Linked DNA regions of Sus scrofa: region 1 is linked to region 2. The links are chromatin contacts, called in public HiChIP or PLAC-seq maps. All regions are on one chromosome and are shown on one strand. Each heading gives the region's core, a stretch centred on a gene start, on an enhancer-like site or on the middle of the called end of the contact. The rest is flanking DNA. Distances are from core to core; before and after follow the strand shown.

Region 1 (7,638 bases), core at 2,044-4,543, 130 kb after region 2:
CTTTTTTTTTTTTTTCCTGAAAACTTATCGTATTCTTCATGGTTTATGCTTTTGTCTTTTTAAAGATTTTATTCTTTACTCCAAAGTCATAAAGATCTTCTCCTATATGTCTTCCAAATGTTTATAGTTTTGCCTTTATCATTCAAGACTGTAGTCCACCTGGAACTGTGTGAGGTTAGAGTAAAGAAAGGGTATAATTTCAATTTTTTCTTTTTTTCTTTTTGGCTGCACCCGAGACATATGGAAATTCCTGGGTCAGGGACTGAATCTGAGTGGTAGCTGCAACCTATGCCATAGCTGTAGCAATGCTGGATTCTCAACCCACTGCACAGGGCAGGGAGATCCAACTCCTGCCTCAGTAGTGACCCGAGCTGCTGAGATAACGACAGGTTAACTCACTGTGCCACAGCAGAAACTCCTAATTTCAATTTTTTCATGCAGATAATTAATACTTTTTTTGATTTTTTAAATATTTTTAAAATGTTATTTTATGATTATTTTTTCCCTTATAGTTGATTTACAGTGTCTGTCAATTTCTACTGTACAGCAAAGTGACCTAGTCATATATATATATATATATATATATATATTCTTTTTCTCACATTATCCTCCATCAATGTTCCATCATGAGTGACTGGAAGTACTTCACTGTGCTATACAGCAGGATCTCATTGCTTATCCACTCCAAATGCATAGTTTGCATCTATTAACCCCAGACTCCTAGTCCATTCCACTCCCTCCCCAGCCCCCTTGGCAACCACAAGTATGTTCTCCAAGTCCATGAGTTTCTTTACTGTGGAAAGGTTCATTGCATGCAGATAATTATTATCCCTGCATAGTTTGTTGAAAAATCCTTTCTCCCTCCAACCCCACTTGCACTGACTCTCAGTGCCGGCACTGTTACATATCAAAGTTCTATAATTATGTGGGCTTTTTTGTGAACACTCTCCTCTTTTTTATTTACCTGTTTGTCTCTTTGCTAATACGCCATCTTAACTGAAATTTCCCACTTTGTTCATCTTCAGGTGAGTTTTTGCTTATTCTTAGCCCTTTGCTCCTATATGTAAAAGTTAGAAGCAATTTTTTGAATTAGGGGAAAAAATTAAGACATTGCACTGAATCTATAGATTGGCGAGGAAAAGGGAAATATACAATTCTGAATTCTACTATTCATGAACATGGCATCGCTCAATTTATTTAGTTCTTTTTAAAGTCCTAATACAGTTTTATAGTTTCCTCTACAGAGGTCTTGCACATACTTTATTAGAATAATATTTGGGGAAATTTGTAATTCTGATGCTCTTATTATCTTTCTGAAATTTATATCTTTATATTTTTATTGCTAAAGTTCAGAAATGCAATTTATTTTGGTATACTGAACTTTGATAAACTCCATTATTTTCTGTGGATTATTGGGTCTTTTATCGTTATCAATTAATTTCTACACATATATTTATTAGCTGTCTTCTATTGATTTCTGAACTTTGGCATTTATATTCTGAAATTTTTTCAGAATGACACTTTAGAATTTTTGAAACTTCCTTTGTGGCCTAACATGTCTTCAGTTTTCAAAAACTTTTTCATATGCCTTGGAAATAAATGTGTATTTTCTGTGGGGATAGTTCAATGCATATATACTATTTAAGCTGCAACTAATTTCATTTATCAAGCTCAATTCTGCTTTAACATTCAGTATAGCACTGGGAACTATATCTAGCTATTTATGATGGAGCATAATGTGAGAAAAAAGAATGTATACATGTATGTGTGACTGGGTCACCTTGCTGTACAGTAGAAAATTGACACAACACTGTAAAACAGCTATAATGGAAAAAATAAAAATCATTATAAAAAAACATTAAATTTAATTCAGAATTAAGTAACTCTCAGTAAGATAATCCTCCAACAACTCTAATGATTACTATCTCCATTTTGCCAAAGAAGTTAAATAACTTGTCCAGATTCTCAGAGCAAATTTGAACTTTGATCTGTTAGTTTACAACACAAGCCTTCTAGGCTAGAAACTTAAGCCATTTTTTATTCCAATTTCTCTTTCGTCCTACAATATCTATTGTGACATGGTGCCTTTTAATTCTATACTCCAAACTTTCTCTTATCCATTTTCCTTCCCACTATTTTTAATTTACCTGAAACCAGTAGTCAAGGAATATAAATGCCAGTGATAAATGCCACTGGTATATGGTGCTCTTACAATGTTAAATCTTTTCACATCATTTCATTATCAGGATTACTCAGAACAGGCAAGTATTTGTTACAGATTATGAAACAAGTTCTCAGAGAGTTCATGTAACACAGCATTTAAATTTCCCAGTCTGTAAGTGGCACATCTAATTTTTGGCAAGAGAGGACTGCTTCTATAGCTCTGCGTTTATCAAAATACTATTTTTAGAATTAAGTCTTTTAAAATTATTTTCTACTATACATCAGACTAGAAGCAAGTTCAAAGTGGAGAACAGTACTCTCAGGATGGTCGTCCAGTTCCATTCCCCTACTTCAGAAAGAATTAAAGCCCAAAATGGTGCTGCGATTTGCTAAATGGAAGATCTGGATTAGAATTCGGATGTCCCAACCGATATCATTAACTCACTCTGCAAGAATATGGCCAAAGTGAACGGAATGACATCTGCTTCTCAAAAAAAAAAAAAGTTATAGAACAAAAGTTGAGGGAAAGCCTCTCTAAATCCTGCAGAACCTCCAACCTTAAAGTGCCTCACTGAATCCTCTAAGTACGTAATTGTTAACAAAGATTCCTTCTCATAATTGGAATCGTGAATGTTACTGTGCTTCTATTATTGCTCTTGAATTAGAAATACCCAGAATGTAATGCAGGAGACTGGTGAGGGCAGCTCCCGCCTGCAAACTGCGTCACTGAGGAAAAATAAACAAGATGGGGTAAACTGAGAACCTACCCAAAGCCAAAGGGAAAAAAGTATAAGGCACAGATTTTTTTCTGCTGGAAATGGCTGGCGTCGATACCTGTACTGGGCAACAGTCAGCTTGGCCTCAGGCTCAGCCCCAAAGTCAGGCAAGTGCTGGTATAGGTAGGCTTCCAGGGACCTGCAGTCCAACTTGTGCTGGGGCAGCACTTCCCCCATCTCGGGACCGTGGGAGGCATCGGCCTTCATGATCGCTGCTGCATCCAATGACCACAGACTCACAGAAACCGCAACTCTTCGGGGCTCGGGGACACTCCACAGCTCGGGACGCCCGGGAGGAGGGGGGCCTGCGGTTCCAGCCAATCACAATTTCCCTCCCGGAGCCGAGGCTAGGCGGACTGGCTAGGTTAAGGGTTCTAGTCGCGAAGCGCCAGGAGGGCCTTGGTGTGTGTTCAGATTAAAATTTTTCACCTAGCCTCAGAATTAGAGGCCTCAATTCTAAATAAAGCAAAACCACATTAGTCACTCCGGCCAAATAAGAACTCCGAGGCCGCGTCCACCTCCGAATTTAAAGCACCAGCAAGCGGAAAACCTAAAAGGTTCGGCGCAGAAAAAGGTCCGTCAGGACGTCGAGCTCGGGAATAAAAGATTCTGAGGTTTCTCCTAGCTGCCCGGTTGGAAACGCAACGTCGCAGGATACTGGCTCTGGATGTTTATGACCCAGGCCCTGCTGCAGGTCGGTCTTTTAGGCCCGGGCGAAGAAGGAAGCTGAAAGTGACTGCGTTTTTATTTATTTTTATTTTTTGAGGGGGAACGATGACTGCAACACACAGGAAGCGGACCCCGTGCGAGGCCAGCGGGGCCGGTGGAGACGTGTAAGTTAGAGAGGTGAAGGGAGCCCTTTTCCGGGGTTGTGGGCTAGCAAGGCCGCCGCAAGGTACCTCCGCACATACCTCTTGCCCGCCCAGCAGCCAACAGTGTGGGGCGGCGGCGACGGCGACGGCCGGGGCTGGGAGGGCTGGCGGCCGGGGTCCCAGCCATGGCCGAGTCTGTGGAGCGGCTGCAGCAGCGGATCCAGGAACTGGAACGGGAACTGGCCCAGGAGAGAAGTCGCCAGGTCGTGGGGGACCGCGACGGAAAAGGCGGTCGGACCCGCATCGAGAAGATGAGCCCGGAGGTGGTGGACTCCAACCCCTACAGGTGACCTAAGTGGCGGGGCGGAGGGGGTGTGGGCGAGGTCACGGTCTCCAGGTGGTCAGGAGTGAGGTGCCCGCCGCTGCTCTCCAGCTCCCACATCCTCGTACCACCTCTCTTTTCTTGTTCTGAGGCCCCGTCCTCAAGCGGGCGAAGCCAGGTCTCTGTACTGGTGAAAAAAATGTTTTTTTCTCTTTTAAAACTACCCAGCTGAATCAGCCATATGGTGCTTCTCCTGTGTCTGCTGAGGACACGTATCAGCTTTCCTTCTGCCCCTGCCTCTATTAGTCTTACTTGCTCTGCCTAAAATTGATAGTAATAACTTTTAGAAGGTGACACCAAATGTAAAACCCAATGAGCACACGCTTCGAGCTTCATCGAGCCCTCTCAGTGTTTCTTAAATTACGGGTGTAGGAGAGGGCTGGATTAGCTCTAAAACCGTTGGCCTTCACCTGTGTTGTCCGCTCTCTTTCTTCGTTTCCTAAGGTTTGTGAATTCAGCAGGCTGAATGTAGCTTAGTGGTTGAGGGTAAGGACTCTAGAGCCAAACTGATTGAATTCAAATCTTAGCACCTGAGTAACCTGAAGAGCGTTCTGAACCTATCTGCTTCAGTTTCTCACTTTTAGTATCTCTGTCCAGCTGTGAAGATTGAAAATGTAAGTATATGTAAAGTTCTAGAATAGTGTTTGTACATACTAAGCCCTGTACAAGACCTTATTGCTAGTGAATATGGTAACAGTTACTGAGCTTTCACTACCTGCTTAACACTTTGCATGCATTGTCACCTTTTTCTCCTTATCACAACCCTAGATGGTGGCTACTATATTTGACCCTCATTTTATAGGGGAGAAAGTTGAGGCTTAGCTGCTGTGACCTGCCTTAGACCATAGTGCTAACAGTGTAGCTAAAAAGGCCTGGACTGGCATCGTTTGTTTTACTCCAAAGTCCATGTGGAACTGTAAATAGTGTGACTAAAAACTGAATAGTTTTAAAGTTGGTGAAACAGGAAAGATTATTGTTGCTCTTCCCCTTCAAAGAGCAGGAGGGTTTGGGTTTTAACAAAAAGTTTTATTACATAAATCCTCAGTTGAAGTCTTAGGGTGCATGTATTTTTTTTTTTTAACAACCTAAAATATACACCACTATTTAGGCACAAAGATGTTAATTACATTATTATTTGTAATGGAAAAACCTGACCAAAATTATAATTGTTCCGTAATTACAAAAGGGTTCATTTTAACCAAAATTAAATGAACTCATGCCAGATTCTTGCTCTTCTCTCATTAATCTTACTACTTTCTTAATTTTTTTTTTCTTTCAGTTTTGAGATATAATAGATAGGGTGCATGTATTTTACTTCACCCATGTGAAAGGTTAACCATTCAAAATTTTTAGGGATTGAATAAGCAGGAACTGACATCTTTAATCAGAATGAGTGGAAGCTATTTGACTTGGCATCCTTAAATATTGTTCTTTTTCATTTTATGGCCACACCCACAGCACATGGAAGTTCCTGGGCCAGGGATTGAACATGAGCCACAACACTGGATCCTTATTCCTTTAGGCCACAAGGGAACTCTCCTTAAACATTTTTTAATTTTACAAATGAAAATTTTGAAATACTGCCTCCAAGAAAAGCAAGGGAATGTGGATCATACCTTTAGCATCATCTTTCAGACATCTTTTTAGTATGAGACAATTCCTTGACATTGTAATAATCACAAACCAAACTTTCAGAACTCAAATCTAAACATTTAGTATTTCTATCTTGTTTGCATCATTTATTAAAACTGCTAACTAAGATATGACAGTTGTCACCCAAAGCTCTGCACTAGTACATAAAAATTTAATAAAAGTCAGCCTTGATTTTTAGAATTGTTTATTCAGCAAATAATTTATTTTTATTTTTAATTTTTTTGTCTTTTTTTAGGGCCACACTTGTGGCATATGGAGGTTCCCAGGCTAGGGGTTGAATCGGTGCTGTAGCTGCCGGCCTACACCACAGCCACAGCAAAGCCAGATCCGAGCTGCATCTGCAACCTACACTGTAGCTGACAGCAATGCCAGATCTCAACCCACTTACTGAGGACAGGGATTGAACCCGCAACCTCATGGTTCCTAGTCAGATTCGTTTCTGCTGTACCATGACGAGAACGCCTATTCGACAAGTGTTTAATGAGCACCTTTTTATCTCCAGCCCTCCTGGATTATATTATCATTTATTGAGTATTACTGATGCATAGACACTGGGAATACAAAGTAGACTCAGTCATCTCCCTCCAGAGGTTACCAGATGAGTATGAAATAGAAAGGTAAACATGAGATTGCAATATGAGTGGTAAGAGTTATGGTAGAAAAAGTACATGGTTATCAGAAAACTACAGGAGATGGATTTGTAGGTGTTCTACATCATTTTAATTACATTAAATGATACAACAGAAATGTAATAGACCCAGACCCCCAAAGACCTTTTGCTTTAATTTGGAAGAGTCAGTGATTGTGGAATAATCACAAGTAACTATAAAATTGTATGGTATGCAATATAACTTGAAGCACATGGACAAAATTGAAGAAGTGAGCAGAGGTTTTAAAATTAGAAAACCTGTAGTTCCCTAGTGGCCTAGTGATTAAGGATTTGGTGCTGATCCCTGGCCTGGGAATTTCTGTATGTTGCAGGCATGGCCAAAAAAATAAATAAAATTAGAAAACCTGGTTTTGAATATCGGGTCAAAAACCCAGCTTTGAATATTTGTTGCTATTTAGCTGATCTTGGGTGAGTTAATTAACCTGAATCTTTCCCCCCATTTGTAAAAGGATATTGCAGTACATTCTTCTCAACGTCATTATACAGATTAAAGAGAGCATCAAGACAAAGATGGCAGATTGATTGTAGGCATATATTATCACTGTCTGCCCAATCCCACTAAAATAATAGTAATTTTTAAAAAAGGAATAAACCCCTATTAAAAATAGAGGGTTTCTATTAATAATTGGGGTGTAGGTAGGTCTCTGTATTTAAAAGATTAGAGAAAACAGTTTTGTTTTGCTTTGCTTTGCTTTTTAGGGCTGCACCCACAGAGTATGGAAGGTCCCAGGCCAGGGGTCTAATTGGAGCTATAGCTGCCAGCCTATGCTAGAGCCACAGCAACAACAGATCTGAGCTGCATCGGCAACCTATACCACAGCTCATGGCAACACGGGATCCTTAACCCACTGAGCGAAGCAAGGGATCGAATCCACAACCTCATGCTTCCTAGTCAGATTTGTTTCCCCTGAGCCTTGATGGGAACTCCTGAAAACAGTTTTATTTATTTATTTTTATTTTTCGGCGGCACCCACAGCATATGAAAATTCTTGGGAGGGATTGAATCTGAGTGGTAACTGAGACCTTTGCCACAGCTATGGCAATGCCAGATCCTTAACCGACTGTGCCACAGCAGAAACTCCTAAGATAGTTTTAGAAACTAGGAAAGGGATGGATGACCGATAACTGATTTAAAGGTTCCAAAGAGGTTGGCTCTAAAGCCTGCAACCCAAAGGCTCAAGA
Region 2 (7,555 bases), core at 1,569-4,068:
ATCTGGCGTTGCTGTGACTCTGGTGTGGGCTGGCCAATCAACCCCTAGCCTTACCTCCATATGCTATGGGTATGGCCCTAAAAAGACTAAAAAAAAAAAAAAAAAAAAAAGCCAAAGGCTAACAGGAAAGCAGGAGTAGGTAAGAAAGTGGACTGTTGAATTAATTAAACAGGTGATTAAGAGCCCCAAGTTGCATTATTAGGTAATCCTGGACCCCAGTATCAGCTCCACCACTGGCTAGCTCTATGGCCTAGAGTAGTACCTCCTGACTCACCTCAGTTGTCTTGTAGAAGGTAACAGTATCTGCCCCTAAAGCTGAGGTTTTCATGAGTTTTAATAGATGTGGATTACTTAGCATAAATGTCTGGCATGTGTCAAGTCATTAGCTTTGTAAGGCTTTTAAAAATATATTGATAGTATGCCAAATGTTTGCATAGGTCTCTTTCTGTAGTCACATTTTTTCTTTACTAGGATTTTTACTGCATACATGGTTTGCTTAAAAAATGAAATCCTCAAAATGTAGAAACTTAGAAAAACATGTAACATTTTACTATATATCGCATTCTCTTTTTGTGCATCCCAGTTCCCATATTTATTCAAGACATGTTATGTTCTGGATATGTATGTCTGCATATAATGCTATAAGTTAGAAGTCTTTGCAATCCATTATCCATTATAGAAAGTGTTTATGGAACCCAGACATGTTAATTAGTAGGATTTTTAATATAAGTGGGGAAAACATTTCATTAGTTCTGAATTATTGATGTTCTCTGGTACTGCCATTTCTATCACATTATCTAATAATTTCTAGTAATATTTTTTGAGAGATGGTCTCTTATTAGAAATCTCTTTCTGCAATAGAAATGAGATGTGAAATAGAAATGCCCAGTGAAAGTCTGCTTAGATTAAGGTATTTCATTCTTGAAGTCCTTTAAATCCATGCTTTTTATTGAGATGGGAAAATTTGCTGTTCTTTTAGGATTTATGAATCAATTTTCAAGTACCAACACTTAAAATTCGTGGGTCCTTAGTTTTGAACAGCAAACATTATCAAGGATGTTTAGGACTTTATGAGTGTTTTATAGTTTTTTTGTCTTTACACCCTCCAGGGAGAAACTCTGGAAACTTTGACAATGGCAACAGTGTGTCTTTTCAATGCACAGCCTCAGCTGGCTGATCAGGTCCCACCATTGGGCCATCTTCCCAAAGTTATCCAGGCAATGAATCATAGGAACAACGCCATTCCTAAGAGTGCCATTCGAGTTATTCATGCCCTGTCTGAAAATGAGGTATTGATAAATCCATTTAGTAGCTTATAGCTTTGGAATTTATCTGTGCTCTCTCTTTCTGACTATTGTACGTTGCAGTACAAATCCCCTTTCTACCATTTGCCTTAATCCACATGTGCCATGTGGTATTGTAATGATTCTTAAACTGGTTTAAATGATATGGTATTAACCATATTAAGGAGACTGAATTTGACTTGGTTCATTATTAAAATTAAAATGAATGTGGGTTTTTCATATATCTTGTTATTGTGGTATTTGCTGTGTTGTATAAAATATTGCTGGTCTACAAGTAACCTTCTCTTTGGGGCACTTAGCTGTGTGTTCGAGCCATGGCATCTTTGGAGACCATTGGCCCACTGATGAATGGAATGAAAAAGCGACCAGATACTGTTGGTCTAGCCTGTGAAGCAATTAATCGAATGTTTCAGAAGGAGCAGAATGAATTAGTAGCACAAGTAAGTGACTTTCTAGATTTCTATTTTAAGAAGCAACATACCAAACAGATTTTCACTTCTTTAGCACTGATTTTGACTTCTCTTAGGTTCAGCAATTTGGCACAGAGATAACTTGTGAGTTTGTGCATACATATTTTTATATTTTATACACACACATGTACAGGAGCACACCGAGAAGGTGGGCCAGCCAGTGTCAGAGTAATTTTGTGATGTATGAAATTTATTTATTTATTTTATTTTATTTATTTATTTATTTATTTTGCTTTTTAGGGCTGCACCCGAGGTATATGGAGGTTCCCAGGCTAGGGGTCCAATTGGAACTACAGCTGCCCCCCATATACCACAGCCACAGCAACATCAGATCACAGCCACGTCTGTGACCTATGCTACAGCTCATGGCAACACTGGATCCCAGACCCACTGAGCGAGGCCAGGGATTGAACCTGTATCCTCATGGATCCTAGTTGGGTTCCTTATGCACTGAGACATGATGGAAACTCCTGATGTTTGAAATTTAAATTTTGGTTATTTACTAAGCTTTTATCCCTAGCTTGCTTTATAAAATTTGCTTTATCCTTTTTGGAAAGATTCGTTCTATTTGTTCATTCCTTTGTTTTTAAAGTCATGTTTAAGAAACATGCCAAGGTTTTTGTAGTCCTTTTCAAAGAAAGTACTGACCTCATGAAAAGGAGACTTGGTGGGTGCCAATGTAAAGTAGCAGACACCAAGGGAACAAAGAACATACAACACATGTAAAAGCCATTGCAAAAATGATCTTTCTAAAATACAACTTTTAAATATAACCCATTCTTCCTCTTACAAATCCCTCATTGTTTCCCCTTACTGCCAGATGACAAAGTGACATCTGACCTCCTTAGCCTGGGTACAAGGCCTTACATCTTTATTATCTGGCCCTCCTGTTTCCTAGCCTCTTTTCCTTTCTCATCTTTTCTCCGCCCCCCACCCCTATTTCCACCCCTCTTCCTCATTCAGGCAGGTTAGGAGTACTGGGTACATTTCAAGGAGAAAATTGGATGCTCTGAGGTTCAGACTTAGAGTTGGCCAAGAGGGTTATTGTATTGGAAAGAACATGAGCTAGTTCTACCACTTGATGGCTCTGTGACCTAAGGCATGGTATTTAACCCTGCAGTGCTCAGATTCCTCATCTGTAAAATAAAGTTACGACTCCTCACAGGGTTGTTATGAGAATAATATCTGTAAAAAGAGGTACATTTACTAAATGTTAGTTACTTCCACCTCTTCCCTTTGGATTTCAGAGCAGGCAGTGAAAATTGCATGGCACCAGAGTATTACTTAGCTTTTATGTGAGTGATACAAAGTGTATGGTGGATGTCAAGGTTGATGTTTTAAGATGTGAAAAAAATACTAATATGCTTCAAATGCTGTTGCCTATCAGTATATGTCATTAGAGGAGGCGGATCAGTATACTGGCTAAAAGCTCAGGTCCAGATACAGATCCAATACTGCCCAACTTTGTGACCATCAGCACGTTTTACCCGCCATGCACTGATTTTCCCATTGGTGATAATTGTGCCTACATCATTTGGTGTTGGGAGGACTAAGTAAAATAATCAGTGTATGTAGCATGTAGAATAGTTGATGAAACAGAATAAAACCTCATTAAATGAAAATGTCGTTACCGTTAAATACTGCCTCTCCCGCCAAAAAATCTGCATGTGGCATTAAAATAAAATAAAGCAGAGTGTCCTCTTCTAGGTACGGGCCTGGGGTGAAATTATTTCTTCAGTGGATGGCTTACATTTCTTAAAGTGTATGCAAAATGTGTATATATGCACACACACACACACACACGTAGACATACATATACTTAATATTCTTTTCTAGGCCCTGAAAGCAGATTTGGTCCCATACCTCTTAAAATTACTTGAAGGCATTGGCCTTGAAAATCTGGACAGCCCAGCAGCCACAAAGGCTCAGATTGTTAAAGCTCTCAAGGCAATGACTCGAAGCCTGCAGCATGGAGAACAGGTGAGTCTGCACAGAGGTAACTTTGATCTGCCAATTATAACAAGGTACTCTCAGAGCCAAAGGTCTTGGCTATTGGTGATCCATGCACCACAACTCATGTTCCACTTACAGACGTGGTTCCTGACCTTAACTGGAGCAGAGCCCCAGACCAGGGATGCACTAGCATAGCTACCTCATAAAACACAAACCGTATATACTCAGATTGCCACCCAGGAGGATTCTTTTTCTGGATAGTGATAGCATGTTGAACATTTCTTCAGCACAGAAGAATATTGAGCATTAGTGCTGGTTAAGATTAACGTCCAGTTCTCAGAGTTCTTATGGAATAGTGATAACCACATTCATTAACCATCCCATAATACCATTTTAAAAGATACAGAACATCATTTTAGTTTCATCTCCTTTCTTTCTTAACATTTAGGAATTGTTGGTTTCCTTTTTGTTGTGACTTAAATATCTATTAATGTGTCAGCAGCATGCATATGCTGAGTTCAAACCAGTTCAGTAATTTTCCTCATTGATTTTATTAATGTTGCTTCTGAGGAGTCTTCATTCAGTTTTATTGTGTAGCCCTATGTATTAATGCTCTCTCTTTTAACTCGAAGTGAAATTTACATAACATAAAATTAATCACTTTAAATCAAACAAGTTATTGGTTTTTAGTATACCAGTTGTTATTTGGCATTAACTGTATTGTGTAACCACCACCTTATCCAATTTCTAAACAACTTCTGTACAAATTAAGCAATTATTCCCCATTTTTTCCTCCCCTCAGCTTCTGGCAGTTCACTCTGTCTTCTATAAATTGACCTCGTCTGGACATTTCACATCAATGGAATCATACGATATGTGACCTTTTGTGTCTGGCTTTTGTAACTTAGCATGTTTTTGAGGTTCATCAGTGTTTTAACATGTTTCAACACTTCATTCCTTTTTAAGGATGGGTAATATTCCATCGTGTGTGTATATATATGTGTCACAATTTGCTTACCCATCATTTGTTCACAAACGTTTAGACTGTTTCTGCCTACTAATGTTCTTCTGTAGGTTTAAGTTGACTGGCAGCTTTCCCTTAGTGAATCCACTGTATGTTCCAACTAAAGAAACATTTTGTATGCCATTGTCCATTCTAGCAGTATCATCATTTGAACTATTTAAGGTAATAGTAAAGAAAAGAGAGAGTATGTCATGCTTCAGTCATATAAAGTTGCCTATGGGTTCTGAACGTAAGCAAAGGCACCACTGTGTACCACGTGCCAGCAGCTGTCTTCCTCTCAACCTGCCTCAGGATTCCTGTTGATGAAAATCAGCAAAGCAATGCTGACACCCACCTTATGCTCTTGAGGGGGGGGAAAGAAGTATGATAGTTATCAAAATAGGAACTTTACCACGTTAACAGCTAATCACATGGGGCAGAGTCTCTTAGACTTGAACAGTTCCTGCATATATCTCTGCTTTCATACTCACTACTGAGAATGTTTTTCTCATCTTTGTGTCCACTGTGCAACCCACATAAGAAGTGTTCAATAAATATTTGATCTAAACTTTAATATGTGAAAAGTATCCTCTATGTTGGACTCTCCTAAACTTTTTTTATCTGTGTACAGAAAGAAACATGTCTTTCCTCTTAGTCCAGTACACATTTACACACTTTATTTATACTCATTTGCACACTTTATTTATACTCATTTATACATATACACATCACAGAACAACTTTGCCCATTTTACGTGTTATGCTCTGATGCTTTCTATGTTAATCTGTTTTATTTTCTCCAGTGTGTTGATCACAACCCTCCTAGTGGACTTCTTAACAGGTCACATCCATGGTGTGAAAGAGTGCTTTAAGTTTCCGAAACCACACTGTCAGCCATTTTACTATAACAAGAACATCTTCCAGCCCAAATTACATACACATCAATAAGTTGTAAGTTCAAATAGCAGAGTCCAAGTTTAGAGGGAAGACTGACTGAAGGACTTTTGTGGCCTGTCTTAATGAGATATGTCTGATGTAGAGTGATGAATGAAGGGTCTTTGGATCTTTCATCAGCTTCCAAGACTTCCTTTTGTCTTGGAAGTTTGCTTTTTCTCTTTAATTTTATCTAACAACATTCAGCACTTAGTTTATGTTCAAAGAGTTTGCTTTACTTCCCTAGGTGAATGAAATCCTGTCTCGTTCTTCAGTCTGGAGTGCCTTCAAAGATCAGAAACATGATTTGTTTATTTCTGAGTCACAAACAGCAGGATACCTCACAGGTAAACCACACCCAATTCTCTTCCCTAAGACAGATGGCAGAAGCCACTTGGACCTTCCTTTTAACCTGCCTGGACTGAAAAATGGCATTTAGAAAGTTGTCCTAGGCTACGGGCTACCTGTCTTGGAGGTTCTGTGGACAGACAGTGAATCCCTGGTTCTAGCCCGGACAGCGTGCAGACTGCTGTGGTGTCGAATGTGTGCTGATTGCAAGGCAGACTCTGCTCAGTTTTGACCCTTAATTGATGGTCATATGTTATATTTGGAGCATAGCTGTGTTAAAGTGTTTATCTTCAGCATGTAAAAAGAGTAGAGAAATATCTACTCAGAAATACCAGTATCAGAAACATGATAGTATTGTTACATTTCTGTCAGAATCATAGGTTGAAGTTCCAAATACGCATACTCATGTGGGAAATATTTTTTCTTCCAAGTTTCCAGTGATTAATCTGTAGTTTTACTAAATATTTAGGGATTGTCCTCTCATGGGAGGAAATATGTGATTTACCATAAAGGAAAGGATGTTTTACTGCCTAGAGATCAAAAGATAGTATATTTAAGAAGCTCTGGACATTTGTCCATTTGACACACTAGTTGCATGGTAATTTTGGAGTACTCACTTTCATATTGGTTTGTTTTTAAAAACATAGTCACAGCTTCTGTTGCTAAATGCTGAAAATGAAAGAGAGTCTTTGGCATTAAGTTTTCGGCTTGAAATTAACCTTAAGAATATGAGGTGGTTCTTGCTGTCTGCCTGGAATTATAGTATATTAAAAAATGTAGGAGTTCCAGTTGTGGCTCAGCAGGTTAAGAACCCAACATGCCATCTGTGAGGATGCAGGTTTGATTGCTAGGTGAGTTAAAGGTCCAGTGTTGCCACAAGCTGAGATATAGGTCACAGATGCTGCTCGGATCCAGTGTTACCATGGCTGTGGTGTAGGCCAGCAGCTGCAGCTCTGATTTGACCCCTTGGCCCAGGAACTTCCATACGCCACAGGCGTGGCCATAAAAAAAAAAAAGAAAAAAAGAAAAAAAAGTTGAACCTGCAATCCCCCTCTAACCAGAGTTGATGTAGGTTAATTGAGAGAAAAAAATTATTACCCAGTGTTTCTCTTACCAGTGTAATTATTTTAATAATTCTGATTGCTAGTATAGAAGTTTATAAAATCAAAAACTAAATCTTGTATATTCAAAAATAGGGACTTCAGTGAAAGTTTTGCATGGTTTTAATTTTAGACTTTGTTGTGATATTACTATTTTTTCTTCCCCTGTGACTTCCCTAATATTATCATCAGAGCCCTATAATTTATGAGCATGTGGTGCTGTGGCTGACAGTCATGTGTGTACATGAAGAGTAGAGTTCCAGGAGTTCCCATTGTGGTGCAGTGGAAACGAATCCGACTAGGAACCATGAGCTTGTGGGTTCGATCCCTGGCCTTGCTCAGTGGGTTGGGGATCCAGTGTTGCTGTGAGCTGTGGTGTAGGTCGCAGACGTGGCTTGGATCTGGCGTTGCTGTGGCTGTGATGTAGGCTGGCAGCTGCAGCTCC

What was found. HiChIP or PLAC-seq counts read pairs in DNA pulled down with a chosen protein or histone mark.
Region 1: a contact with region 2 is called in an H3K27ac HiChIP or PLAC-seq map of alveolar macrophages. The contact joins the promoter of ACAD11 here to the enhancer-like site in region 2. A contact is called at or near these places in 3 of 5 promoter capture datasets (fetal skeletal muscle, liver and skeletal muscle), 4 of 47 Hi-C or Micro-C datasets (embryonic fibroblasts, mesenteric adipose tissue, retroperitoneal adipose tissue and 1 more) and 2 of 2 datasets of contacts at active chromatin or transcription factors (alveolar macrophages and skeletal muscle).

What each region holds. Positions count from the first base shown.
Region 1 is chr13:73,828,203-73,835,840 of Sscrofa11.1, forward strand. ACAD11 (acyl-CoA dehydrogenase family member 11) reads right to left here and starts at 3,294. Exons shown (of 21, transcript XM_001924765.5): 1 at 2,998-3,294. The coding sequence starts at 3,146. UBA5 (ubiquitin-like modifier-activating enzyme 5) reads left to right here and starts at 3,283. Exons shown (of 12, transcript XM_003132421.6): 1 at 3,283-4,097. The coding sequence starts at 3,937. It overlaps LOC110256298 (a long non-coding RNA gene), which reads left to right and starts at 952. Exons shown (of 2, transcript XR_002337685.1): 1 at 952-1,025; 2 at 2,449-3,007.
Region 2 is chr13:73,695,018-73,702,572 of Sscrofa11.1, forward strand. It overlaps DNAJC13 (dnaJ homolog subfamily C member 13), which reads left to right. Exons shown (of 57, transcript XM_021069457.1): 53 at 1,110-1,289; 54 at 1,604-1,744; 55 at 3,611-3,754; 56 at 5,910-6,009. Among named protein-coding and RNA genes, the nearest start is that of ACKR4, 75 kb to the right of the region's middle. Within about 2 kb of position 2,819, at least 1 of the 83 cell types and tissues checked has an H3K27ac peak or open chromatin away from gene starts, as enhancers often do. A contact at or near this core is called in alveolar macrophages, where this site is marked.